2 separate regions of the Rattus norvegicus genome follow, and region 2 is linked to region 1. Evidence: chromatin contacts called from public Hi-C data. All regions are on one chromosome and are shown on one strand. The core of a region is the stretch at or near the end of the contact, and the rest is flanking DNA. Distances in the headings are between cores, read along the strand shown. Region 1 holds the start of Mme (membrane metallo-endopeptidase). Region 2 has its middle 69 kb from the start of Strit1.

What was found. A called contact is a pair of places that touch in the nucleus more often than the background predicts.
Region 2: a Hi-C map of the Rat2 cell line shows a contact between it and region 1, with 5 times the contacts expected there. The contact joins the enhancer-like site here to the promoter of Mme in region 1. A contact is called at or near these places in 4 of 12 Hi-C or Micro-C datasets (the Rat2 cell line, Schwann cells, kidney and 1 more).

The regions. Positions count from the first base shown.
Region 1 is chr2:149,868,701-149,875,755 of GRCr8, reverse strand. Mme (membrane metallo-endopeptidase) reads right to left here and starts at 3,259. Exons shown (of 23, transcript NM_012608.2): 1 at 3,142-3,259.
Region 2 is chr2:150,153,235-150,160,289 of GRCr8, reverse strand. No RefSeq gene overlaps it. Among named protein-coding and RNA genes, the nearest start is that of Strit1, 69 kb to the right of the region's middle. Within about 2 kb of position 4,394, at least 2 of the 93 cell types and tissues checked have an H3K27ac peak or open chromatin away from gene starts, as enhancers often do.

The sequences.
Region 1 (7,055 bases), core at 2,010-4,509:
ATGCAAATACAGATAAAAACCGAAAGGAATAAACACTTGAAAGTAGTTTATTTTACCTTGAAAACAACTTGTATTTTTAAAGTTCAAAATTACTTCCCCTGCAGATAAAGGTATGTCTGAATGGGTTAGACAGCATTCTTGAAGATGGGCACTGAATGGACAAAATGTGCTTATATTTCAGGGGGAAAGACAATAACCACATCAGTGTTTATTGTGTGATTGAAGGAGGAAAAAAACCCAAACATGATTAAGTAAACTCTCCTTCAGCATATCAGTTGCAGAATATATAATTATAATTAATTAAAAATATTAATACTTCTAACCATAGGTGGGACTTCTGGAGTTCTAGCTAGATGTTAAGTACGATTTTTAATGTTTTATACATTCACTCTCCTAATCTCTGTGGAGTGGATGTTAATAACCCAATTTCCAAAGTTGGAAAACAGCGAAACCAATCAGCTTGCTCAAGATGACACAGCTAAGCAATACCTAAAGAACACTTGGCCACAATTTTGCATGCAACAGTGCCATGTAAAGTAAAAGGTACTTTAGACATCCATACAGAAATTTATGGTGAAAAACTCAGGGTATATAAGGCCATGGTTAGATTCCATGGTTTCTTTAGAGGCCAGATGTTCTTTAAAAATTGCTGAGCAAAGCTTACAGAAACTTCAACCTTTCTGCATGACTTCGGGAAAGGACACCTTAAACAACAAGTTAGCTTTTTTTTTTTTTTTTTTGACTCGATACAAATTAACCATAGAATTTGGCTGTTAGATGAAGCAATTGCTGAGAAATGTTCTCATCAGTAAAGACTTTCCTTGAACAGTTACAAGTCCTTTGATGGAAACTGAGGCGCTACGCAAAGTAGAACATGACTATAAATTTGAAGTATTGTTGAGACTCAGCAGGCAGGTAGAGATTTGTTTTCTCTAGTGACTTATCAATAATAAAACACACATAGTCATTAAAAAACTGGATTCAAAGTCTTAAGCCGTTTGTCCTCCTGATTACATGACATTCTAAGCAAGGACTATCAAATAAAAATACTTTACTGGACAATGAAAACCGTGTCTGTACAATAAAAGTGGAATGTAATGTACCTGACTGTTGAAATGCCTTATTTAATGGTTATGTAACTCATGTTAGCTTAGCCTCGCGGCTCCCGGGGCGGTGATACAGAATTGCATTGATCGTACCGCTATTTTAATAGTAGTGGTGGCTGGGCAAGGAGAAGACAGGGACAAATTTAATACTTTCTCCCTTAACAGAGAAGTAAGCACAAAGAACAGGTTCCCTGGACCCCCAGAATTTGAGTATTAGCACATCTGCTTGAGGATTTCCCTACTGCCCTTAAATGTTTAAATAAAGAGCTGCTTTTTTATCTGTGTGTTTTGTCTTTTTGTTGTCGCCGTCGTTTATTTTTGTTTTTGTCCTTTCTAGAAGCCTCAATCAGAGCTAGTTAGTCTGGAAAGTAAAGCTTGGAGCAGTGGCCGCGGATCAGTTTAAGTCAAAGTGCTCTTTGGCGCCACCAAGCTTCTTGGTGAGGGAAATCTAGTAGGCGGGCATTTCTCAGTTCTGGGTTATTGCTTACTCCCTCCTTACCCTTGAACAGGGTGACAAGGGTGACAGTTAGGTACCTAAGGCTGTAGGAGTAGCTGTAGGGAAACAAAGAGTGTAAAGTAAACAAGATATTTAGTCTTTTTTACCTGCATCAAAGGAAATCATCTTTGAATCAAAATTTCATACTTCAACCTTTCTTCTAAAGATTTTGCAATTCTTCAGAAGTTCTTTTTTTCTTAGTGTACTACTTTTAGGCACTGGTAAAAAGCAGAAATGCTGCAATATTAACCTCCTATTAACTTTGCCCTTCATTTCCACTTAGTTCAAGATAATTCATTATCTTGTAATAAGAAAATGTAAGCCAGAATACCTCAAGATGGAGCACATCAGAAATCTTCAGTTACCTTAAGATCCAATCTAACCACATCCAAACACGTTTAAAAGATCGGTGATGTGAAGACAGACAGATCAGAATACAAAACGCAGTGCAAAGTCAATGCTTGTAGTAGGAGAAGCAAACGCACACCTAGGTTCTTAAAACATTTCACATGGGGGCGGGGGGGGGGGACTCTTAAACTAAAAAGCAAATGCCAAAACAGACAATAAGAGAACAGAGAATCTGGAGTTCAGACTCAAAAGAAACTCCACAAACTTCAACTTGGCAACATCAGCAAAAGAACACAATGTTATTTTTGCTTGGGTATAAGATGTATTTCCTTCAAAGCATCAGCATCAGCAAACGTCAAATTATGAAACCTGGAAGATAACTGATCGGTTAAAGAGAAAGGTGGAGCAAAGCAATTTTCCGTCAGAGCACACTGTGATACTGCGACAATACATGTCTGTAAGTCCCTGTGGCGGTGCTTCGGAGTTAGTTTGCATTAATGGAAACTGAGGCAGAGTTTCATATTTAGATTGTGTCCACGGAAGTTGAAGAAGGAATTCAGAAGACAGCCCCCCCCCCCCACATTAACTAGTAGGTGTTTCCTTCGCCTGAAGTGAGTTCTGACATGAAAAGTCCCATCCACGTTGCTCTCGTGTTCAGTGTAGCTATACAACCCAAGACAAACAACATCAAGTCCAAAACACAACAAACATTTTTGAGAACTTGAACGAAAGAAGGAGGGAAAAGAAAAAAAAAATCCAAGGGCGTGCAGCTCCACTCCCTCAGGGCCAATCTGCCGATAGCAGCTTCCAAACGCTGGCGCTGCAAGTCAGTTACTAGTTTTCAGTTTAATAAAATCCATGTGAGCCGCTTATGGACAAGGAATAGACTTGACCGAGAGGCTCAGAGGAATACCCGTTTATAGTTACTCTCATTTTTAAAGAGTATAAATAGATCGGGATAGGTTAAGTAAGAAAGGGTCTTTAAAAACTTCCATCTACTAAAGAACACCCCCACCCCGCGCCAGCCAACCCTTTGGCAGATTTAAGCATGAATTATATAATAGGAAGCCAAGGTTCGAAGCACGATGAAGAGGTGGGATTGTGAAAAGAGATTTAGGTTAAGAAAATTGAAAACTAGAAAAGTGAGTTAATTGAGGAGAGAATCCGACAGAAACTAAAATGAAAACAAACCTTGCTTTTTAAAATAAAAACAGTGTCTGTACAGCGGAATGGCCAATTCCCAGCCCCCAAATGAACCCCGGTGCAATTTGGCAGCGCTGCTCTCGGTCACCAAACAGAACTCCTGGGCGGAGGCTGCAGGAAGCTATGAAAATGAACCTGGAGGTGACCTGACATCACTCGCAGGGTCCTCCTCCAGGTCGCCCTCTCGGTCCCTTCCCCTCCCCACATTCTCAGGTCCCAGTGGCGGCTCCCGCGCAGGACACGCCTCCTCCGCCCACGGCGACCAGGCACCCGGCGCCCGCGGCGCGCGGGACCACGGCCTCTGTCCTTGCTCCGTGCGTCCCGGCCCCCGCCCGCTTCGTCCTCCTGTTGCCCGTCCCACCGACTCCCGGCGCCCCAGGGACACTGGTGCCCCGCTCCCCGTGCCCGGTCGCTCGCTCTCCGGTGACTCACCAGTGTGATTGGGGAGAAGTTGGAGGCGACTGAGCAGACACATCCCGACCAATAAGCGCATCGACCAGGATGGCCGCAGGCAGAGTAGCCCCCAGCCCAGGCGAGCGCCCACCCCTCGGTGCGGTCCCCAGGGTGCGCCCGAGCGCCGAACGCGCAGAGTGGGACGAGGCCAGAGTCCCGGGAGGTTCCAGGCCCCACTCCGGCTCCGGGCGGGAGGGCAACCGGGAAGCCCGCATCCCTTGGACCCTCACCCCAGACTCACCCCTCGCCTCAGCCGCTCAGCAGCTTGCGCCTGCACTCGGTCCAGCTTCGCCACTTGCACATCTCCGCGCCCCGCGCGCCTCGCGCTCACCCCCCGCCTCGCCGCACAGGACCAGCCGCGAGAGCAGTTCCCCGGGTGACCTGAAGGTTTCCGCCAGGTCTCCCAAATCCTGTCACACCGAGTAAAGGGGCGGAGGGGGCTCCCTCTCCCAGTTAGTCCCCCACCTTGCCCTTCCCAAAAGGGCTTTGCCAGACATTCTTGGAATTGTTTAGCTTTGTGGCTTTCAAGACAATAATACACTGTCTCTCTGGGATTCTGTAGTGCTGATTGCAAGCTCTCATTCTCTAACAGACCAAGACCATGATGCTTCTCTCTCACTCTTCACTCTTGCTCTTTCTGTTTTCCCTTGTCCTTCACTCTCCTTCCTATCTTTTCAAAGTCTTCTTTTCTTCCTCCTTCCTTTCTCTCTTCTCCTCTTCCCCCACCCCACCCCCCACCACTCCACCCCCTGTCTATTTGTGTTTCTGGGTTTCTCTTAAACCCAAGGCAATGAATTTGTCAAAGAAAGAAAGATTGACTTTGTGCAGAGACAAATATTTTACGGAAACTGCCTTTAGCAGCTATTATAACCAAAAAAACTCAGAAAGGCTAAACTTTTCTGCCCCACCCCGCCTGAGGATTTCAGTGAAGTTATTCAATGTCAAGTACATACAGAGTTGTACATATAGAGTATCCTTCTGATCCTTCTCCTTTTTGGAATCACAAGTTTTAAACATCACACTTGGTCCATAGGTGCGATCATACCCAAACAGAAATGGACTTTCGGGAACTTGAATCTATCTTTGAATGTTAAAATGTTTTACTCCTTTTGCCCTAACCAACTTTGTGTTTTGTTTTAATTTTTTTTATTTTTTAGAAAAAAAGCTAAAGACAAAGACAAGCAATGTATATTAAAGAAATAATGAGTATCATGGAAAGACATTTCCAGAAAAAATAATTCAATTGATGTGGGTAAGTTCAGTTCGACACCTTCAAACGGAAGTGCCCATGCTTTGTTCCTTCTCTGTGGGCATTACAAACACATCTTTGTCCTCCTGGCTAGGCTAACAGAGATGTGTGACTTCTCACAGATAAGCAGAGGCGACTTGGCAAACACTCTGGGCAGTATTTCAAATGGAATTTGAACCCAGGTCATCTTGACTCAGATTGTTTTTGCAGAGATCGATGCTCAGAAGAGAGATTTACTCAAATTCTCTTGGGAAGAAATCTAGATGTTTTTCACCAACACACGTGTTTTTATTATATTTTAGTTAAATTATCAAAGCATCTAAATTTTACAGTAAAACAAATTGAGAATATATGTGTATATGTATGTGTAGACAGACAGACAGAGATAGGGAGAGAGAGGAAGGGAGAAAGAAAGCACTAGTTCTCAAATTTCTCATATGGAACAAGGAGCTTTAAAATTTTAATGTATGTCTGATTAGTATAGTAATAAGTTTTGGTAGAGAAGGAAGTTTGGTCAGAATATTACAAAAAACCATGTTTCAACTAGAAATAGAAATTAAGCTTATATGCTTGGTCATAACCTAGTTGAATGTTTCTCATTTGATTTTGTTTTTGTTTTTTCATCTTCATTGAAGTTTTAAACATCTTATTCTTTTGTAAAGTTAACTAGCATATCCACAAAATTCAAGAATATCTTTCACCTAAAGGAAGTGCTTGAACCCTGGGGCCTTGCTATGCATAAGTATTTGAGCAGCCATTGAGCAATACCCTTAACTCTGGAGAATGTTTTGATAACAATAGAAACTAGGTTACAATTACTTATTACAACTATCAACTTTGAGCTGAAAATTGATTTTATTTTTATTTAATTAAAGAGTTATTAATGACAAACCTTTGCAGAATAGTTAAGAACAATGTCATCGTTTTATTTCAGTCTCGTTACACGAAGGAGAAATGTTTATGGGAAGAACATTTTGCTAGAAAAATAATGAATTTAGAATCCATGTCAAAAAGAAGTAAAAACCCTGACGTCATCATTAAACTTTGACTTTGAGCTTCTGTCTCAGACGTGTGACAGTATGGGCAGATACTTCCTTTAATACAAGTCTTAATCTCACTAAAGTTCATTAGAAACATAGTGGTCTTGTTAAGAATGCTAAATCTTTTCTCCGAGGAGGTTATGCAAGTTTGAAATCCTTTCTCTTCTAAGGGTCTTAAAGGAGCTCTCAGGTGCTTCTAGGAAGTAAACAGAAACCAAAGGCTGAGCAAAGTGTCCAAGGTCCTTCTGCTTGCTTAGTTATCAGAGTGAGGGAGAAAGTCGCAATCCTGACGGCCTTCTGCAAGCTACCAGTAGTGGGGTGCATCTGTCTTGGCAACATGCACCATAAATCCTTAGAAACAGCTCCTGTCTGGAACATAAGGCTTCATAAACTATGTTTGGAGATCAGGCCAATTGCACCACTAAACCAAGGACAGTGTAAAGGGAAACTTCAGAAGCCAAAAGAATCAGGGAAAGCCAGAAGCCCAGAAGGGTGTGCGCATGTGAAATGGTGCTCCACCTACCTGTCTCAGAAAGCTTGCCAAAGCTAAGTGACCTAGAGTTAGATTTTCAAGGGAATTGCGTGACCTGAGGACCTCAGACAAAGCATCATCCAGAGCAAGGTTAAAACCCACACCAAACATTCCTGTAGTAAGCTGGGCAGGAGAGAAGATATCCTTAATGGAAAAGGGAGCTAAAAACAATTCGCTCCCTTCGCTCCCACCATTTCCGGCCCCACCCCCAACTGAGCACAGAGCTGAGCTGCCAGTCATGTATTTCTTCAGCATTTCCAGAGAATGTAAATCTTTTCAAATCGTTGCCAGCCTGTAGATTTTTTTCTCCCCCCAAAAAACTATAGTTTGCAAAAAAATTTTCTGCAACAATTTATGATCAGGTCAAACTGTAGACGTTTGAATATTGGCTTGGAAGTTCCTGAGCTAAAAGTTTCTAATAAAGCGATCTCAGCTAGACTGTTGGAAATAAAGCCTGAATTACCGTCATTTGACTTTTACTATGAAAAATGCTTAGAAAGAGTTTGTTCTGAAACAAAATGATAGACTATCTCATGCAGGAGAAGGAACGGTAAAGCTAAGAAAAGAGCCACAAGTCACTCTGAAGGCACAGGGCAGTCAGCGAAGCTACCTGTAAAAAGTGTGGGTG
Region 2 (7,055 bases), core at 3,145-5,644, 280 kb before region 1:
CTAAATAAACAAGTTAATCAGGATCTAAAGGTATTAAAACAGTAGTTAGACTCCCTTGGAGAAACTGTCCTACTAAATTGAAGAGAGGCTTAGACTTACTTCTCATGAGATAAAGGAAACTGTGTCTGGCTCTGAGAAAATATATTGGTTTTCTTGTTTCTAGTTGATTAGGAGTAATTAGAAACATCTTGCTAGGACTGGGAAAAAAAAACTCAAAAAGAGAAAGAGATAAAGGTGTATATCAGATCATTGATACCAACCTCTGTTCTCTTTGTCCTCCTGCCTAACTACTCGGTTCTCAGCACTGACTGGGCCTTTAATTCTCATTCTGATTGGGTTAACTGTAGACCCCTACAGCTTAAACTATATGGCTAGTTATGTGTTCGGTCAGTAAAATTAATGGTCTTTAAGACCAACTCTACCATTTTTAGTGCAGGATGAGTCCATGATTTGACTCATTCACTAAGACCAGTGAGGGATGTCACAAGGCACCAGACTTTTGTTGGTCCCGAGATGTTGGTACAAGTGGAAGCACCATTCAGGCTGTCAAACTCAGCATCACCTGACAAAGCTAAAACAAAGGCCCAATCCTTTAAGCCCATAGTTATGGGAAAGCCTCTAAACGTACTAACCTTGCTCTTTGGCTTCTGTAGTTCTGCTAACGGTTTTTGTTAATGGAAGAATACCAACCCTGTACATGGTTTTTGTTCATCAAAGCTCACCCTGAGAAAGTACTGGGGCAACACTGGGATCCTGAACACACAATTGGCTAATAAAAATTCTCTGTTGGCTTAAACCCATGGCCCAGCACTCTTCTCTGTGAATACGCCCAATCACATGTAAATGTGTTGTTTCAGGGTGTTGCAGTCTAACGAATCAAGTATATAGCACCACAGCCAAGAGGACGATGCCCTTCAGCGTCAAATGTGTTCATCTCCAAGTGATCTTCATTTCAGATGTGTTTGTCGCCCTTATAGGACTGCCTTGGTTTATAGGTATTGATGTGCCATCTTGTGGCAGATATTGGAAATGCATTTACTTTTCCTTTTTCCTTTTTTCTTCCTCTTTCCTTTTCCTTCTCTTTTTCCTTTTTCCTTCCCCTTCCTCCCTTCCCTTCTCTTCCCTTCACCTCCCCTCCCTTCTCTTCCCCTCACCTCCCTTCCCTTTCCCATCCCCTCCCTTCCCTTTTCTCCCCTTCCTTCCTCCCTTCCTTCTCTTTCTTTTTCTTTCCTTTGGAGATACATTACTTCAGTTCTGGATCTTGCTATGTAGACCAGGGTGGTGTTGAACTCACATAGATATTGTTTCTGCCTCCCGATTGATGAGATTAAAGACTTGCTCTACAGTGTCTGACTTTTTTGAGCAGTCTTTTCATACTCCTTGAAGATTAGCAGACAGAACCATATCATAATTGAATTTCCCCCACGTATCTGTAGTATTGACACAGGACTCTTCAAATACTTTTCCTATTTTATCTAAGTTTCAGAAGACAGGTAAAAGTAGAACATTAATTTTTAAGTCAGAGGGTTTAAATTTTAATTATTGTTTTTGTTGTTGTTGTTGTGCATATGTATGTGAATATGCATATGTATGTGTGTATGTGAATAGTCTCTCTCTCTCTCTGTCTCTCTCTCTCTCTTTTTGTGTGTGTGTGTGTGTGTGTGTGTGTGTGTGTGTGTGTGTGTGTGTGTTTCCTTCCCTCTTTCTTCTTGCCTGTATGTGGTTCTGGTGGTCAAACTCAGGTTTGTTGAGCAAGTAAGTGCCTCGGCTGATCTGGTTTTGTGAGTTTCTTGTACCGCATGAACATTTATGAATGAACAGTGGCTTGCATTCAAAATACTTACCCTAGTGCGAATATCTTACAGCTGTTTTGTGGCTTCAGAGTATGCAGTCTATTTCTTTTCCTCCCTCACTTCCTCCTTTTTGTTCTCTCTCCAGGGCGATGCCAGAAGTTTTTGTTCAACTGGCAGACATAGAGAAACTAAATTAGAGCAACCAGGTTCAAATTACACAGCCAAAGAATCGCATTTGCACAGCTAGGCCAACCCTGTGTACCTATGTACTGTCCATTAAGCTGTCAGTCATTGATCTTGGTTTTAGATAATGTTAACTTAAATGGCTGTGGAGTAAGTTATCATTGTAACTTTGATATTATCATTAGAATGGTTGGTGCTGAATGACCCTGGTGAGCAGAAAACTTTTCCTAAAACATGTGTCATTGCAGGGAAAGTCAAATGTGTTTTACACTTATTGTCATCAAAAGGGACAAATAATGATCAATTGATGATACATTTTCCTGGAAAACAATGAAATTATTTTAAGGTCCCAATAAAGCTGCCATCCTTGTTTCTCACACTACAATAAAATTTTGGAATAATCACAAGACAAGAGCAGAGAAGTGAGAAGAAGCATTCGTGCTTGTGATTTTGAATATAAGCCTCTTCAACTCTCACTAGTTAATATGTGCACAGATAAGTCTCCTCCTGCAAGAAATCACCGAGCAACCATTGTGGGGTGGAGTAGGATTTCCTTAATTTAAGACATAAAGAATACCACCGAGGTGCTTGAGAATAATTCTAGAAGATTTTAAGTGAAATGAATTGCTGGTGGTGAGAGTTTTGGAGGAAGGAGGCAGATACACCTAGAGGATCCGTGTCTCGTCCTCTCTGTGTACCTGAGGTGCAGTGAGTGGCTTCTGCAGATTGTATGGTCAGTCAGTGAAGTTGAGGACTGTGGATGAGACTGTAAAACAAAATGAACCTTCCTTTAGTATTTCTGTGAGGTATGATTTGGAGACACCTCAGTGTTCCAGCTCTGCCATTCAAGTCATCGAGTTGATGGTTTAGTCAACTGTAATCTATACCCCAGGGGAACAGAGATACCCCTCCTTACTCAGAGGGCAGAAGCATAGCAATTTGCTGAAAGCTGACTCTAAAACAGCAAACAGCATGCGCAGTTTTAGTGGCAAGACGCAGTTATTCTTGTTCACGAAGGTCTGGTGTGCTAGTCCCTTTGTGTTGGTCAGCTACAAATACACAGGACACATCATCTTCTGAGGAGGAAAGGTTTATTTCAGTTCACACTTGGGAAGGTTTCTGAGCATAGTTGTCTGGCCTATTTTAGGGGTCCTGTGGGAGGCAGCTAATCATGCTGAGTGCTCGGAGGAAAGAGGCTCAGGTCACAGTGTTCCCTTTAAGGAAACAGCTTCACTTTCTCTTGGTAAGCCCCACTTAGGAGTCCAACCACTTTTCCATAATTTCAGAGCAAACAGAGGTTTTGGGGACACATTCCTGTCAAAAACCATGATTTCCAGTTCTCTCTCATCATTTTCAGTGTCTGCCACATTTTTTTTGTTGTTGTTGTTGTATGATGCCAAGAACTGATCACCAATATGACTGTGGAAAGGACACAAAAAGGGAACGAAAACTCTGCCAAAAGTGTCTCTGTCCTGATGCTTTTGGAATAGGAAATAATAGAAATAAGAGGCGCAACTTTTTTCTCAATGGAGGTGTCTGTTAACTGGTTGTTATCTGCTCCACGAGTTCTGGTTGCCATTGATGCAGAAATTGTTGAGCACTGCTTCACATTTAAAATCTAGGGGCAGAGGTCTGTTCTAGTGGAGATTGAGCCGCACACAGGCAATGAGCCAGTGGAATGCTGCAGCCCCATGCTAGATTGGGTTACTGAAGGCTTGTTATTAAAGCTGATCACACCAATGCTGTCACAAACAGAGGACTCAATGTCAGGGCTGTGCTATTAGTGAAAAGAGTAGGATTATATTGACGCATAACGAATGTTAGATGCTCTCCCCTGATGAAACTTGATGTAGTATTGATATGAGCACCAGCCACACCCCTTTAGTGAACAAGGTAAGACACCTTGCAAAGCCTGAGTTCATTTCCTTAGGAAAGTTCCAATCCCTAAACTCAGTACCTAAATGGTCTCAAATCCCATTTATTTAATGTTTTGTACTTTTGCTACTGAGGCTGACATATCTTGTTTCAGGAATGTCCTTGTGTCTTCCTGAAGAGAACTTTGAGGAAATATAAAAGGTCCAAGGTGCTGGAACTTCTCTGAGTTTATAGACACTAGGGAGACAGACACTAGGGAGACACTAGGGAGACACTAGGGAGAGGTGCTTGTCATGTGAGCTGTTACATAGCACATCCCTTCTTCATTGGAACAGTTTGGATAGAGTGAAGGCTTGAGAGGCAAATTCAGCATCTGCTTCTGGAAACCTCCATCTGCCCCTGCCAGGATTTTTTTCTTTGTGTCTGCTCTTCAAAATATCTGTTACTGAATGTGTGGTACCATTTGCCCGAGTCTGTCTTGATGTGTCTGAGTGATTGTGAGTCAGAGGTCCCTGAAGAGATCCACAGCCTCTGGTGATACCGAGTTTAGAAGCAGGTTCAGAGGAGGCTATAGTAGGAATCCAAAGTATGGTAGACATGTGAGTAGGGTTGGGAAAGAATGGAATCCACTTTAGTTTTATACTTAGACACTATATGATTGATGACTTAGGGTGCATGCAAGAAAGATACTGAATGTGCACATGTGTGTGTGTGCATGTGCGTGTGCATGAGAGAGAGAGAGAGACAGAGATACAGAGCGAGAGAGACAGAGAGACAGAGACAGAAACACAAAGAGACACAGAGAGAAAGGTGCATGCCGGGCTATAGCAAGTTTGGAGGAAATAAACAAATGTGGCAATGGTTTATAATTTACAGATGGCTAAAAACAATGTTAACTGTTAGACATTGACATCTTATTTAGTGTATGTAACTCAGCATATGTTTAGTACAAAGGTCTCCCTTTGCCCAATTGTATATGGCTTTCCTGGTTTCTAATTACCTTACCACAGACCACACCACAGAAGAAATCTGCTTTCAATTGTCGGCTGAGGGCTTCCTGTCTCCCTTGCTCAGCTCTAATCCACTACAGTGCTGAGAATATGGAGACTGTGTAAAGACAGAAATAGAAAACTTGAACTTGTTGACTCTTTTGGGCGCCTGTCATTCTGCTTAGCTGATGAAATCACTTAAAAAGCAGAATGTGGTTTCTGTTACGAGCATGCATCTAACACAGTCATTAGTAACACAAGATGTTATTTAGGTTGGGTTCCTTGGGTCTGATATGCCAAGTCCCCTGTTTTAACTTTATATTTTGTTTTCTTGGAGGAGATATTACAGAAAAACCAATTGGTACCAAAGAGAATGTATGAAATCTATGTGATAGAGGTTTCTAGACTTTGGATAGGAGGAAGCAGATGGGTGTGATCTAGGAAGGGACAAGCAATAAAACAAGTCCTACAGCTGGTCTAGCTTATTGTCTAGAGGCAGCTTCCGGGGCTGAGGCTAGATGTGTTCCTGAGTCACAGAGATGTGGGAAAAGCCCAGAAATCTTAACACAGAGCACAAGAGGAGAAGTAGGGACCGAATGATTTCACAGATGTTCACGCTCTTTCTAGTTGTCACTAAGGACTTCTCCACAGCCAGAAGAAGGTACTGGAGTCCAGGGAAGGACCTTCAGAAGGCTAGATCCATCCATATTGTTTCTGGAGCTCACCTTTACCTGTCTCTAGTCCTATAAGAGAAGGGGAAACTTGTAACATCTGAACACTGAATACAGTCCAAGAAGTATGTCACTTCCATAAGACCTAATCATCTTTGGAGTGACAGCTTCTCTTTTTTTCTAAACATATAAATTATTTTTTTAAAAGTGTGTGTGTGGGGAACAAAGACAGAGAAAGTGTATTACAGTATGTTTCCTGAATTCAATTTGTGGGAGCTAGTTCCTTTATTCCATCATGTTGGTTCCAGTGATCAAACTCAGGCGATCAGAGTGCATACGGATGTCTTTGCCTGGCAAGCCACCTCGCTAGTCTGAGTCTAGTTTCTTTTGATCCATCCTGATGTAAACAGAAGAAAAGTTTTAAGAAGAGAATGTCTAAGTAGCTATACCCTAGAACAAACTTCAGCATTCCTATGAAACCCACCACATACAAGTATAAAATCCACATTGTTCAACATCTCATCCAAATGACTACAGTCTCTTCCCGAAGACATTGTAATCTACCACAAAGTACGTGTATTAAAGCATTAGGAATGTATCCTCCCATAGCCTAGAAGACACGGTTCATCCTTCCTTTGCTACGTTTTTATTGCTACTTCTCAGCTTCTGGTCCTGGCTTTTGACCCTTGGAATTGTAGGGGTTGCAGCTGCCCTCCTCTATGCTTTGTCCCCACATGGCACTTTTTTTGTGTTTCTGTCCAGACTTCTTAGAGAGACAGTCATGTTGGATTCAAGGCCCACCTTATTTCAACATGGCTTCCTCTTAACATGTCCAAGATAGAAAAAGCTGAATACAGTCAATACAATAATAATGGCTTAGACTGATTCTTCTAGATTTTAGTCACTAAGACAAATTTGGATACCTGACTAAGCAGACTTCATTGCAGAATATTTTTTTTAAAGAAGACACTTTCTATTATGTTTAGTCACATGTATTAACCCTACACTATGAAGTTTTGCCTAATACACATCTGGCTATTCCTCAGTTGTATCATTTTATAATAAATGGGTAACATCATTGAAGTGCTTTCCTGAGTTCTGTGAACTAGTCTGGAAAATGACTAGATCCTTAGAAGTGGGTTATGGAAAACAGACAAATGTTGTGGATAACCCAAGAACCATTATTTTGACTTGTGGCTAAGTGTTTAGGGAAAGTATATGGAACTCAATTCCTAGGCCACAAGTTCTGGTTAGTGTCAGACTTGAATTGGGGAATGTTAGGCAGACACTGACAATTGTGTGGGTTTAGCAATGTCCATACATTTTGATGGCTATACGTGTTATATGTTGAAAGTTAGAAATACATACATACATAATACATGTATGCATATGTGTGTGAATATGTGTGTATGTAAAAATATATGTAAAATAGTTTGTATTTGTCCTCAAAGTATGGTATTTGACAAACCAAGTTGGAGAAACAGTCACAGAATCAGTCTTTCTGGCTTTCCCTCAAACCGCAATCTTTCTTGGTCCCCCTTTCT